Regions from separate parts of the Mus musculus genome. Here all the other regions are linked to region 3. A link is a contact called in public Hi-C and promoter capture Hi-C data. All regions are on one chromosome and are shown on one strand. The core of a region is the stretch at or near the end of the contact, and the rest is flanking DNA. Distances in the headings are between cores, read along the strand shown. Region 1 overlaps Zcchc7 (zinc finger, CCHC domain containing 7). Region 2 overlaps Zcchc7 (zinc finger, CCHC domain containing 7). Region 3 overlaps Pax5 (paired box 5).

Evidence for each region. Promoter capture Hi-C pulls out the DNA fragments that hold promoters and counts their contacts. Hi-C and Micro-C count contacts between places; a contact is called where the count stands out from the background.
Region 1: a promoter capture Hi-C map of the C10 cell line shows a contact between it and region 3. The contact joins two enhancer-like sites. A contact is called at or near these places in 10 of 39 promoter capture datasets (the 3T3-L1 cell line, 3T3-L1-derived adipocytes, the C10 cell line and 5 more), 2 of 15 datasets of contacts at CTCF or cohesin (large pre-B cells and pro-B cells), 18 of 484 Hi-C or Micro-C datasets (the 63-12 cell line, B cells, the Ba/F3 cell line and 12 more), 4 of 115 datasets of contacts at active chromatin or transcription factors (the 230-238 cell line, CD8 T cells, the HPC-7 cell line and 1 more) and 3 of 9 other capture datasets (adipose tissue, liver and pancreatic islet).
Region 2: a contact with region 3 is called in a Hi-C map of centrocytes, with 2.5 times the contacts expected there. The contact joins two enhancer-like sites. A contact is called at or near these places in 15 of 39 promoter capture datasets (the 3T3-L1 cell line, 3T3-L1-derived adipocytes, the C10 cell line and 10 more), 2 of 15 datasets of contacts at CTCF or cohesin (large pre-B cells and pro-B cells), 27 of 484 Hi-C or Micro-C datasets (the 63-12 cell line, B cells, the Ba/F3 cell line and 18 more), 5 of 115 datasets of contacts at active chromatin or transcription factors (the 230-238 cell line, CD8 T cells, the HPC-7 cell line and 2 more) and 4 of 9 other capture datasets (adipose tissue, embryonic stem cells, liver and 1 more).

The regions. Positions count from the first base shown.
Region 1 is chr4:44,892,312-44,895,743 of GRCm38.p6, forward strand. It overlaps Zcchc7 (zinc finger, CCHC domain containing 7), which reads left to right. Exons shown (of 9, transcript NM_138590.4): 3 at 1,222-1,259; 4 at 2,605-2,730. Among named protein-coding and RNA genes, the nearest start is that of Gm12678, 50 kb to the right of the region's middle. Within about 2 kb of position 1,555, at least 7 of the 459 cell types and tissues checked have an H3K27ac peak or open chromatin away from gene starts, as enhancers often do. A contact at or near this core is called in the 63-12 cell line and pro-B cells, where this site is marked.
Region 2 is chr4:44,916,200-44,919,873 of GRCm38.p6, forward strand. The region is part of intron 6 of Zcchc7 (zinc finger, CCHC domain containing 7); the gene reads left to right. Among named protein-coding and RNA genes, the nearest start is that of Gm12678, 26 kb to the right of the region's middle. Within about 2 kb of position 1,917, at least 20 of the 459 cell types and tissues checked have an H3K27ac peak or open chromatin away from gene starts, as enhancers often do. A contact at or near this core is called in the 63-12 cell line, the CH12 cell line, centroblasts and 3 more, where this site is marked.
Region 3 is chr4:44,670,510-44,673,979 of GRCm38.p6, forward strand. The region is part of intron 5 of Pax5 (paired box 5); the gene reads right to left. Among named protein-coding and RNA genes, the nearest start is that of Gm12462, 9.0 kb to the right of the region's middle. RefSeq lists an enhancer at 1-2,581. Within about 2 kb of position 1,987, at least 42 of the 459 cell types and tissues checked have an H3K27ac peak or open chromatin away from gene starts, as enhancers often do. A contact at or near this core is called in the 63-12 cell line, the CH12 cell line, centroblasts and 3 more, where this site is marked.

The DNA of each region.
Region 1 (3,432 bases), core at 305-2,804, 220 kb after region 3:
ACTTTCCACCACTGGACAGAATAAGTGAAGACAAGATGCAGTCAGTTGACACTGCTGGGAGGACTCATTAATGAGCAACTTGTTGAAGAGTTTAGATAGATAGTGGTCACAGTTTATACACCAACTTCACACAATAGCCAGGTTCAGAGAATCAAAAGACAAGATTCTGAGGCTTGTTTATAAAATATTTTGGAATGTCCCAGTGTCTAGGGTCTAGAAAAATAAAAAGGGTTGGGATCATTGAAACATCTCCTCTCTAAGTAAAGTTCTGCTTGGTCAGGTAGGAAATTGACATAAATTTATTTCTACATCTGCTGTTGAGCCCTTTGCTTATTTTTTCTGTATTTGTATTTGAGCTTGGTATACAAAGCCATTTTTCACAAATCTCATTTGATTCTTACAAAAGATTTTAGGTAGGCAGGGCAAATACTATAAATACTATTATCCCTATTTTACAGGCAAAAAATATGAGGCACAGGGTGAATAATTATTTGTTGAGAGTCACACAACTGATATGAGTGCTTTTAAGCAAAGTGTTGCATAGATGGCTCAGGTGGGTGAGAGCAGTTGTTGCACCAGCTAGGACCTGAGTTGGGATCCCCAGCACCCATGTATAAAGTAGGCATGGGCACACATGTACCTGTAACCTTAGCTTTGTGCTAAGCAGAGGCAAAGTTCACTGCCAGTGAGAGAGGCTGTCACAAAGGAATAAGGTAGAGTGCTGGCGAGTAGGATACTGATATACTCCCTGCCCTCATAGATATCCTCTCACATGTGCAGCTGCACATACAGACACACACAAAACCAGTGGTATTAGTGCTTTGTTTGGCATACTTAAAGCCTACTACCACAAAAAAATAATAAAGAATTTTAGGGCTAGAAAGAAGGCTCATCAGTTATGAACACTTGCTGCCCTTGCAGAGGTTCAAAGTTCATTTCCCGGGACCCACATGGAGAGAGTCCAGGTTCAGGGAGATCTGACACCCTCTTCTGGCATCCATAGGCACATATACTCATATGCATAGACACACAATTTTAAATAAATAAAAAGTCTGAAAAATAGTATTTTTCACTTACATGAGAATTTTAGATGTTTAACCCTTTTCATTTATACCTTCTCTTAAACTTCTCATTTATACCAGTTTGAATACTAACACATTTGAAGTCCCATTGTCTGTGTGTGACTTAAGGCACTAAAAGTAAATTTGTTTTATTTTCTAGATGATGTAAATTGGTTCATCAGTGACAAAGACATCGAGGTAAGATCAATTTTTTTAAGCTAATATTGTCCTTTGATCTACATATTTCCATTTGTTATTTTCCATAATTTGGGGGGGGGTATAAACTTTTTTAAAAAGATGTAGTCCCATAACTTAGAAGAGAAAGTTTGGTTTTAGTATGTATGTAATTTAACTTTTCAGAAATGTAACTCAACTTTGATTTTTGTCAGATGATAAGTAGCTATAAATCACCCTTCTGTTTATATTTCTTCTCTGCCTTAATGATTCCTGTTAGCCCCTATGGTCTAGTACTACTAAGATCAACACCGGAAATAACTGTTTCTTCAGTGTAAGGAAATGGTCAGTCTATATTTAGAACATGGCAGGTGCTTGTGTCAATTATTAGCCTTATTGTAACAAATACTTAAAAATAAAAAAAATTAAAAGGTTGTTTTCAACTTGATAGTCAAGTTTTAAGATATTACTAGATTGGAGATAGTTGACAACCAATTCAGGAGAATAACAGGTAAAAAAAAAATGAAGCTTTTTCAAAAATGGAATTTATTTTATTTATTTATGTATGTATTTTTCTCTTTTTGAGACAGGGTCTCCTACATAGCCTAGGCTGTCCTTGAACTCGAGATCCTCCTGCCCCTACCTCCCAAGTGTTGGGATTATAGGCATGAACCACCATGCCTGACTTTAAAGACGGAATTCTGCCAAACAAGATAAGCGCATGGTTGGGATTTCGTATTCCTCTTTAGGTATTTCATATGATGTACTTTGCTCATGTTCTTTCATATATAGTAGAATTTGACTAGAATAAGAGACAACTAGAATTGGGTCACTATGTGGCTGATAGTGGAAGAATATTGTCTCATATTCTTAGAAGTTGTCATTAGTTTTATAGGCAATAGAGGTAGCCCTGTGCTTTTCAAAAAAAGGTTATATTTGGTAGTTATATAGTTTTGTAATGTTTTAAAGCACAAAATCATAAAAATACCATTCCCTAACTAAAACTTTAAGCAAGCCTCTCATTCAGAACTAAATGGTGTATGTTTAGATGTAGAAGTTAGCAGCAGCTGAATGTAGCATAGCCATATTCCTGCTAGACCTGATCCCTAATCGAATCTGGCAAGTGGGGGCAGTCACGTGGGCAAGAGCCAAAGAAATAGCGCTATCCCTGCGCTCACCTCTCGGGGCTGGAGTCTGCTTCTGGGTGTTAGGTTGAACAGAGGTGTCTGTTCCTTCTTTTGTTGTACCAAAGTATTAAAGCTGACTTAAAATTTAATGTTTCTCACTCAGTAGTTTTAAGAGGAAGAATAGGTAGGTTTCCTTAAACTGAAATAATTTTAATTCTTAATTTTTTTCCTTCTACTCTTAGGCCAAGATAGATAATAACAGATCATCTGGAAGGTGGAACAACCGATACTATTCAGTCAACAAAAATGTCACCTGTAGAAATTGTGATAAACGTGGCCATTTGTCAAAAAACTGCCCCTTACCACAAGTACGTGAGATGCATGATGCTTCTTCCTGTGTTAAAGGCCTCGAGCCCTGGCTCCTAGACTCAGCTCTGGCTGAACTCAGCATGTTGGATTACAGGGAGCTCATGAGCATGGCATGGGTGTAGTGTCTGCAACCCTGGGCTCCATTTCAGCTTTCCCATTATGAGCTTAGTGGTGGCAGATACGTCATACTCTGTGCCTAGATTTTCTTGTCCACAAGATGAGAAGACTGAGTGAAAGGATTTCCTTTTAAAACTTTGTCCTCTGTAGACAGCACATTTCATTGTGCAATAATTCTCACTATTAGAGATTTGTACTTCTTTTTGTCTATATGTGTGTAGTAATGGCAAAGCAAGCATATTTATTTGAGTTCTGCGTTATGGTATGTAGTGGCTCTGGACACACAGTCCTTTCATTACCTAATGCCTCCTAAAGCAGCTCGTGGTAGGCATACAACTGCTTCTCTGTCTGTTCCTCCTGTGGCTTGATATCCAGACACACTCATCCTATTATCCTAGATATTTCTACTTTATGACTGAATAAGTAGAAATATAAGATAAGCTAAGGCATATGTCCAGACTTTGTGGCAACAACATACTGATAGCTGCGTTCGATCTCTGAGTTCGGACATTTGGCTGATTTTATAATTCTGCTCAAGGTTGGACCTTCCCTGAGTTTCAAGTTAGAAATAACTTGATATAGGA
Region 2 (3,674 bases), core at 667-3,166, 250 kb after region 3:
CCGGGCTGGCCTGGAATCGCTATATTGCCCAAGCTGGCCTGGAACTCAAGATCCTCCTGCCTCAGCTTCATGAGTGCTGAGATTACAGGCGTGCGCCACCACGCCCGGTTTAGGTGAGTAACTCTTAATTAAGTACTGCAACAAGTTATTTTCTTAATTTGATTTACCTTAACATCAGCATAAACATTTAAGATTATATCACAAAAGATTTAAGTTACTTCCTTTCCTATAAAAATGACAAAGTAAAGTACATTTCATAATAAAAGTGCAGTGCACGTTTAGACTGGCTTTAATCTCCACCATTAAAGGAAGCAAAGAAGCAAGAAAGGGAGGGGGGATAAGTAATGACATCACTCTAAAATACCTGAATTATGCTATTATGTGCATAATTTTAACAGATAACTTCAATGTCCTATGACTAGTTACTGTAAGCAAATTATGTAAATCTTTATAATGAGAATAGTATGAAATCAAACAGCTCACAGTAATTATAGTGCTTTATGCAAGGAAGAGAGGGATCTTTTTAATAAGACAAGAAAGGAAACCAAATAATATACCAGGGATTTGCACTTCAGATAAAACTAGTTGTGCCTGCACATGACCGATACCAGAAATGAGCCAGAGAGAGTCACAAACTAGAATAGCGTGAGACCTGGGTGAGCTTCGTGTGTGCAGTATGTACCCTTGGAAGAGCATTCCTAGTCCATGTTCCTTATTTTAAGACAAGCAGGGGCTAAGACAGAGTGTATTATAAAATCAGAGACCTGAGCTGGGAGCACTGGCCGGTCCTGGGTTTGATTCCCAGCACCCACGTGGTGCCTCAGAGCTGTCTGTAACTCCACTTCCAAGGGATCCATCCTCTTCCTGCTTCTGTGAGCATCAGGAAGATATGCAGACATAAGTGCAGGCAAAACACCCACACATATAAAATAAATTTTAGAATTTAAGAAAGGCCATTACTTTATTTTTTAAAAAAAGACCATTTACTTCCTACCCTGAAGGTAGGTCCTTGAAGCTGTGAACAGTATTCTAGTAGAATAAGCAGGCTTGAGAGGGAAGTTATATGGGGTTCTAATCAAAATTAAAAGCTTGGAATTTATTTGGGTCCCCCTGTATTAACTAATAAATACAATAGAGCTATGGTTCTGATCTGTAATTATCAATGGAGGTTTATGTAAACATCTCATATGGTTGGAAGATATGTATTTAGCATGATTTCCATGCCTTACAGTCTACCCCAATAAACCTGCAGATAAAATATCTGTGAGTTTACACATGTGTGTATCCTTTTCTGTCCCTTCCCTTATATCCTGTCTCCACACCCTCCTCAGCCCTCCCCTACATCAAAGCTTGTGGTCCTTTTCCATCTGTGTACTAAAAGGTTCCTTTGTAAAGCAGGCCATTTGTCCGTCATTGTTTGGGGTGCAAACAGTGGTAAGATACCCTGTCACTGATCCGTGTGCTGTGAATGGCAGCTCCTCTCTGGACAGTTGGTGGGGGGCTGAGGATATTCCTGAGAGGATTATTTAACCTTTCAATTTAGAGGGCACAAAGCCTCGCTGATTAATGAACTTTCTGATGGTTGCCGATAAGCGGATCTATTGCTTTATTTCCTCTAAAAGTGATTCCTTCTCCTGTCCATATTACTATAATCTGAAACATAAATGTGGCAAATAGATTAAAAAACTGCACTAAAGAGTTTATCTGGCTGGCAAACTGAAGGAGCTAAATTAAAATTGGTAATGACAGCAGTGGCTCAGCCTCATATATGGTTTTTAAATGCACTGTGTATTTTGAAGAGACTTATTCTCCAGCTTGCCTGGTAATGACTGCTTTTGGTGCAGTATGGGGCTGGCTTCTGTTATCCCCACCTCATGCCCCCCCCAAAAAAAAAATGAGTTGTGTTATCTGGATGGCTGCAGACACATACGCACCCCCTTTCTCACTGCATGGGCAGACAAGGTCGATAGCATTACAAGGTATTTGTGGCAGTGCTTGTTTCAGTTTTCAGAGCTGCCAGTTTCCAGGCAGATTTGAATTACAAAAGAAGAAGCTGGCATGAAAATTGAAAGGTTTTATCGGCTGGTCTGAAGCCTCATAGCACATTGCTTATTTATGCAGTCCATTTGCACCAGGAAATATAAAAAGGAAATACATTTTTAAAATAAGGCCATAAAGACCCAGATATGTTTAAGATGGCAAATAAAATATAGATACCTATAATATCTTTCCAGGAAACGATTTTCACTTAATGTTACTTCAGAAGAGCAGAGCATTTATGTTGCCGTCATAAATGTGTGCGTCTGTGTCACTATGTAGGTAGTCTCTGGGGATTAAGAAGGAAGCCCTATGCTAACTTACTTTAAAATTAAAATAGACGGAGGGATAGCTCTGCAGTTGAAGAGCTACATTGGAAATATTTAAATAGGGTGGTAAATTAAACTTAAACTAACATTTTTGCATTCCATGTAAAATTAGCTATGGGCCAGTGAATAAACGCTGCTACCTTTAGAGAAAATTGGGATGCTTTTTAAGCCTAGAAGATTGGGAGCATCTGGAAGTGCAGCGCTGGGCTCCTTCCTGTCTTGCATATGCTCATTGTTCTCCAGTTCTGAGCTTTTCTTTTTGTTTTTGTTGTTGGGGTTTTTAGTGGCGTGTATTGTTTACAGAAAGATTAGAAAGTGGTCAGTTTAATAGTTCCCTCTTACGGAACTTACGCTTTTATTTTAGTCTTTAGATATATGTCTTTTAGATATAGCCTATTGCTTTTTTAATGTAGTAAATATGTAATTACACTATTAAAATTTATGCCAGTAACATACATATTCATCTTTAACAGTCTTTTTGCTTACCAAGAAACGATACGCCCATGTAATAAACTCTTGATTACATTAAATGAAGGCATAAATACGTAAGCACTTGGTACTGCAAGGCCTTGAATAATTCCTGGATTTACCAATGGACATTTGCAACCGTTCAACCCATGGGTTTGTAAAACTCAAGTATGTCTAAGAGAGAGGGAGGGAGGGAGGAAGCTAGCTGTGTGTTGGAAATATCAGATCAATAAAACAGCACTCACTCTGCTGCAATTCAAGTTAACATTGTTCAAGAATCTGTTTTCCAGTAAAGCAAATTACTCTCAGCTAAGCCATAAGAAGTGCAGTTTTTTGTAAATTTCATTTTTGCCAGTGTCTGGGGCCATTCTCATATTTTCCTGACCTCAACTAATTACTTCATGTAGTTTTTTTTTTTTAAGCAGAAAACTATCAAAAAACATACATGTCTGCTGCATGCTAATGATGTGCTGTACATTTCTTATGAGTTTTCATAAGGATTTTTCTATGTAGCATGTGTGGCTTAATGATGTAATCACCTGATAGACTGGAAAATGCGCCAAAACAGACGTTCCGGTCTGTTGTGTACATAATACATATTTCAGAAATCTGCCTAATTAAGGAATTACCCAATGAATTGGGAGTCTGTTGGGTATATGACATAGTTTTAATACATTAAAAACATATGTATATTATTATATATGGCACTTAGAAGAGTTAATAGCAATGTCCCCTGGAATGCAGTAGAGTTGTTTTTCTCAGTAAGAAAAAAAGTAAAGCTTACAACCTTCATAAAGGAAGCATTATCTTAGCTTGGGGCAAAAATTTCCCCCAGTATTC
Region 3 (3,470 bases), core at 737-3,236:
ATGAACAGACACGGTCAGCGAGGAGCAATGTGGGCAGAAACCCCCCAGGTGCAGGCCAGAGAACCAGGGGGTTCCCAAGACCTTCAGGGGATCTGTGAGGTTGGAACTGTTTTCCCATGATGCCACAGGGTCATTTGCCTTCACTCACGATGAAAGCACAGGGTGGCACTTTCCAGAGCCTAGGATATGTATGGTATTGTGACAGTGAGTCCAGAGGCATCTTTTCAACTCTAGCTGTCTTCTGTCAAACCAGACACTAAGGAAGCTTGCGCAGGTGTAAGACAGTGCCTCTCCTGCTAGATTTTCAGTTTAGAAAACAGCTTTTATCTCAACATGTGTTGTTTATTATTATTTTAATAGGTCAATAAATAATTCAATTTTACTCCTTAATTAGTCCTCAATAAATTTTTTTAAGTTTAAAGGGGCCCCAAAACCTGAGAACTGCTTGTCATATATCCCTAGGCATCCCTGAACACAAATGCAGGGCACGGGAGCTAGAGTCTGGGGAAATATGGGAGGCCTGGGCTAAGCAGGCATGTAAATAGAGGGAGGTGGGAGGATCATCAGCTCTGGCTCCCACATAGGCAGGCTCTCTCTCTCTCTCTCTCTCTCTCTCTCTCTCTCTCTCTCTCTCTTTCTCTCTCTCTCTCTCTCTCTGAATCAAAGTGAAACTTAGGAACCAGAACTGGGAGGAACTGAAACCTAACCCCCCCACACCCATGGGGCAGGCCCCATGTCTGAGGGAAAGGCCCACGAAGCCCCACAAGAGACCACCTGGCCTCTTCAACCAGGATCCCCTTACAGCTAGTTGGCTGCCTGGGGGGGTCTCAGCTGAATCGATGATGGCTTCAAAAGCTGGATGAGAAAGAAGAGCCAACCAGACTGGGAACTAGACATACAGCCCTTAGCATCTCTGTGGCCCCAACACGTTCTTCGGTGATGCCAAAGCTTCTTGTCCCGGAGTATATAACCCTGTGCTGGACTGCCCACACCTCTGACTTCAAGGGTGCACACACACACACACTTGCACACAAGCAGACACACCCCCTGGCCCCTGCTGAGGCCTGCCACCCATGGTCTTCGGCTAGACAGAACTCCTTTCTCTAGGGTCTGGACTTAGATTCTAGAAGCATTAGGTTCTTGGAGCTTAGAAACTAGCACAGTTTCAGGTGCTAGAGCAAGCTGAGAGCAGTCACCCAGAAACCCAAAGGGTGGTTACCCCCAGAGTCCCAGATCTGACTTCACCCTCAGATGAAATCATGACCCACAGCCAGCCCGCTGCCACCAAGCTCTGAACGTTGAGCAGCAGCAACTGAAGAAGACCTTGGTTCTAGCCTGTACAAGAGAACTCAGGGATGAGGCCATCTAGATGACAGTACAGGACATTCCTCACAGAGCCAGGAATGTCCCAACAAGGGCCACAAAGAAACGGCAGGAGCCACCTGCCTGCCCCCTAAAAGCTACTGTGAGAAGGAGTACCTCCCTACAGCCAAAGTTCCCTGCTTTCCAGGGTTCCATGCTGACCCCGGAAGCATGTGTGGGCTTAGCGAGTTGTGAAGGTCAGATAGCCAGCATTGGACACCTACTCTAAGCCAGCTACGGACAACCCAGACAGGCTGGCTACGCAACTTCTTGGGCAGCCCGTGCCAGAGGGAGAGTTCTGCTGCGTGATGGCAGAGAACACACGGGTCTGGAAGCTCTGAGGAGTGAGAGGAGGGCTAGGGAGAAGCTCAGGTGAGAATCAGCGGGGGAGCCCCTCACGCCACAATAGGGCACCTTACCTAATAAGGTCACAATGGCTCTTAACAGCGATGACCACAGAGGACATCAAGGGTTTTCTGAGGATCCAGGTTTTCTAGGGTTTACCATGTGACCTACTTGGACTCCTTCCAGCCCAGCCTGTTTTCTCACGTGCCAGAACCTCCTAGCTGCTCTCCATGACACAAGCCACAGAAGCCCTGAGACAGACAGCCCTCCAGCCCCAGGCACTCTGATTTTGTCCCCTATCCTGGAGAACAGCGCCTGGTGTGCACCCTGTGCCTGCCTCCATGGGAAACTGAGGCCGTGCTCAGCCCTTTTTTCCTCTATAAAGGAGAGTGGGAAACTGAAGGGAATGGAAGGGTCCTGAAAGAAAAGAAATGTCATGGGGTGGCCCCTGGTTTTGCAACCAACACCTGGGGGCACTGTTGTTCAGCCTAGATGACATGGCCTCCCCAGCTTGCCCTCCTTCCACTCCTTCAGTACCCCCCAGCCCCACCCCAACCCTTGACTGTTATAAACAGGAAATCAGTGGCAGGCAGACCTGTGAGTTTCAGCTTGTACTGTGGCTGGAGCCATCCCACGCCTGAGGCCGCGCCCACCATGACCGTCCCCACATCCTCAAGCCCCCACTGACCATTTATGAAGCCTTTACCCAAACCCCTCAGGGAGCCACTTCCTTTAACCTCACGGTAATCCACTAGGCTCTTGCCACCTGTCCTTTCCAAATGACAAAATACAGGTTCAAAGACCAGATTACTCAAGTTCTCATTACAGCAAGCCCCTACAGGAAGTCCTCAGAGCATTCTAGCCCCGTCTTAAGAATGCCCCAGAACCTGTGGACGCCTCAGCAACCCTGGGTAGCAGGGCTCCCCTGAGATCACAGGCCTGTGAAATCTTGGGGCAAGATCTATAGGCAAAGGCTGCTGCTAACTCCTGACAAAAGGGTCCAGCTTTGTTCATCCCTGTCTCTTCTTTAAAATCTGACAGTTAGCTCCCCGACTCTGTCCATCCTCTGTTCAGAGTGCAGGAAATATGTCCAAGGGAAGGCAGAGAGACCAGAGCCTGTGGCTAGGATGAGTGCTGAGCCTGGTCCTCCCAACCCTTCACACCACAGTCCTCCAGGGGGTTGCTAGGCACAGATGACCTGGGACCTCTGACCAAATGACAGGAGTCGGGGTTGGTAAGAAAGAGAGAGTGAAAAATAAGCAGAGAAAAGAAAGTGTGCCGACTAATACAAAATACACAGAACCAAGAAAACCCAACATGAGAGGCACTCCCAAGTAAAAGGCACCACCAGGGATACAAAAACACCCTAGCAACAGGAACAGTCCTGAGAGGAACCCACAGCCAACTGCCCCAACCTCACTATGGGGTCACACTGAACTTGGCATTATTTTAACAGACTGGCACCTCAGCGTCCTGGCTTTCATTCTGTGCCCTTCCTAAAAAGGCAGCAGTCTGTTTGCAGCATACCTTAGCTGCCTCATCGTGAGTCTCTGGCCCAGCATCGACACGGGGCCTGGATCCTTTGGCTTTCTGAGCTGGTGAAAAGATTCTCACTCCACTGACCTCTTACATTCAAGGCCTTTCAAACTCAGGGGAGGCGGGGAGGGAAGGTCGGGGAGATCTGAATGGGGGCCCTTGAGACCAGCGGAAGAAGGCAGGAGAAGGCCTCGCTGGAGATCAAAGTCCCAGGATGCAGCAGAGGG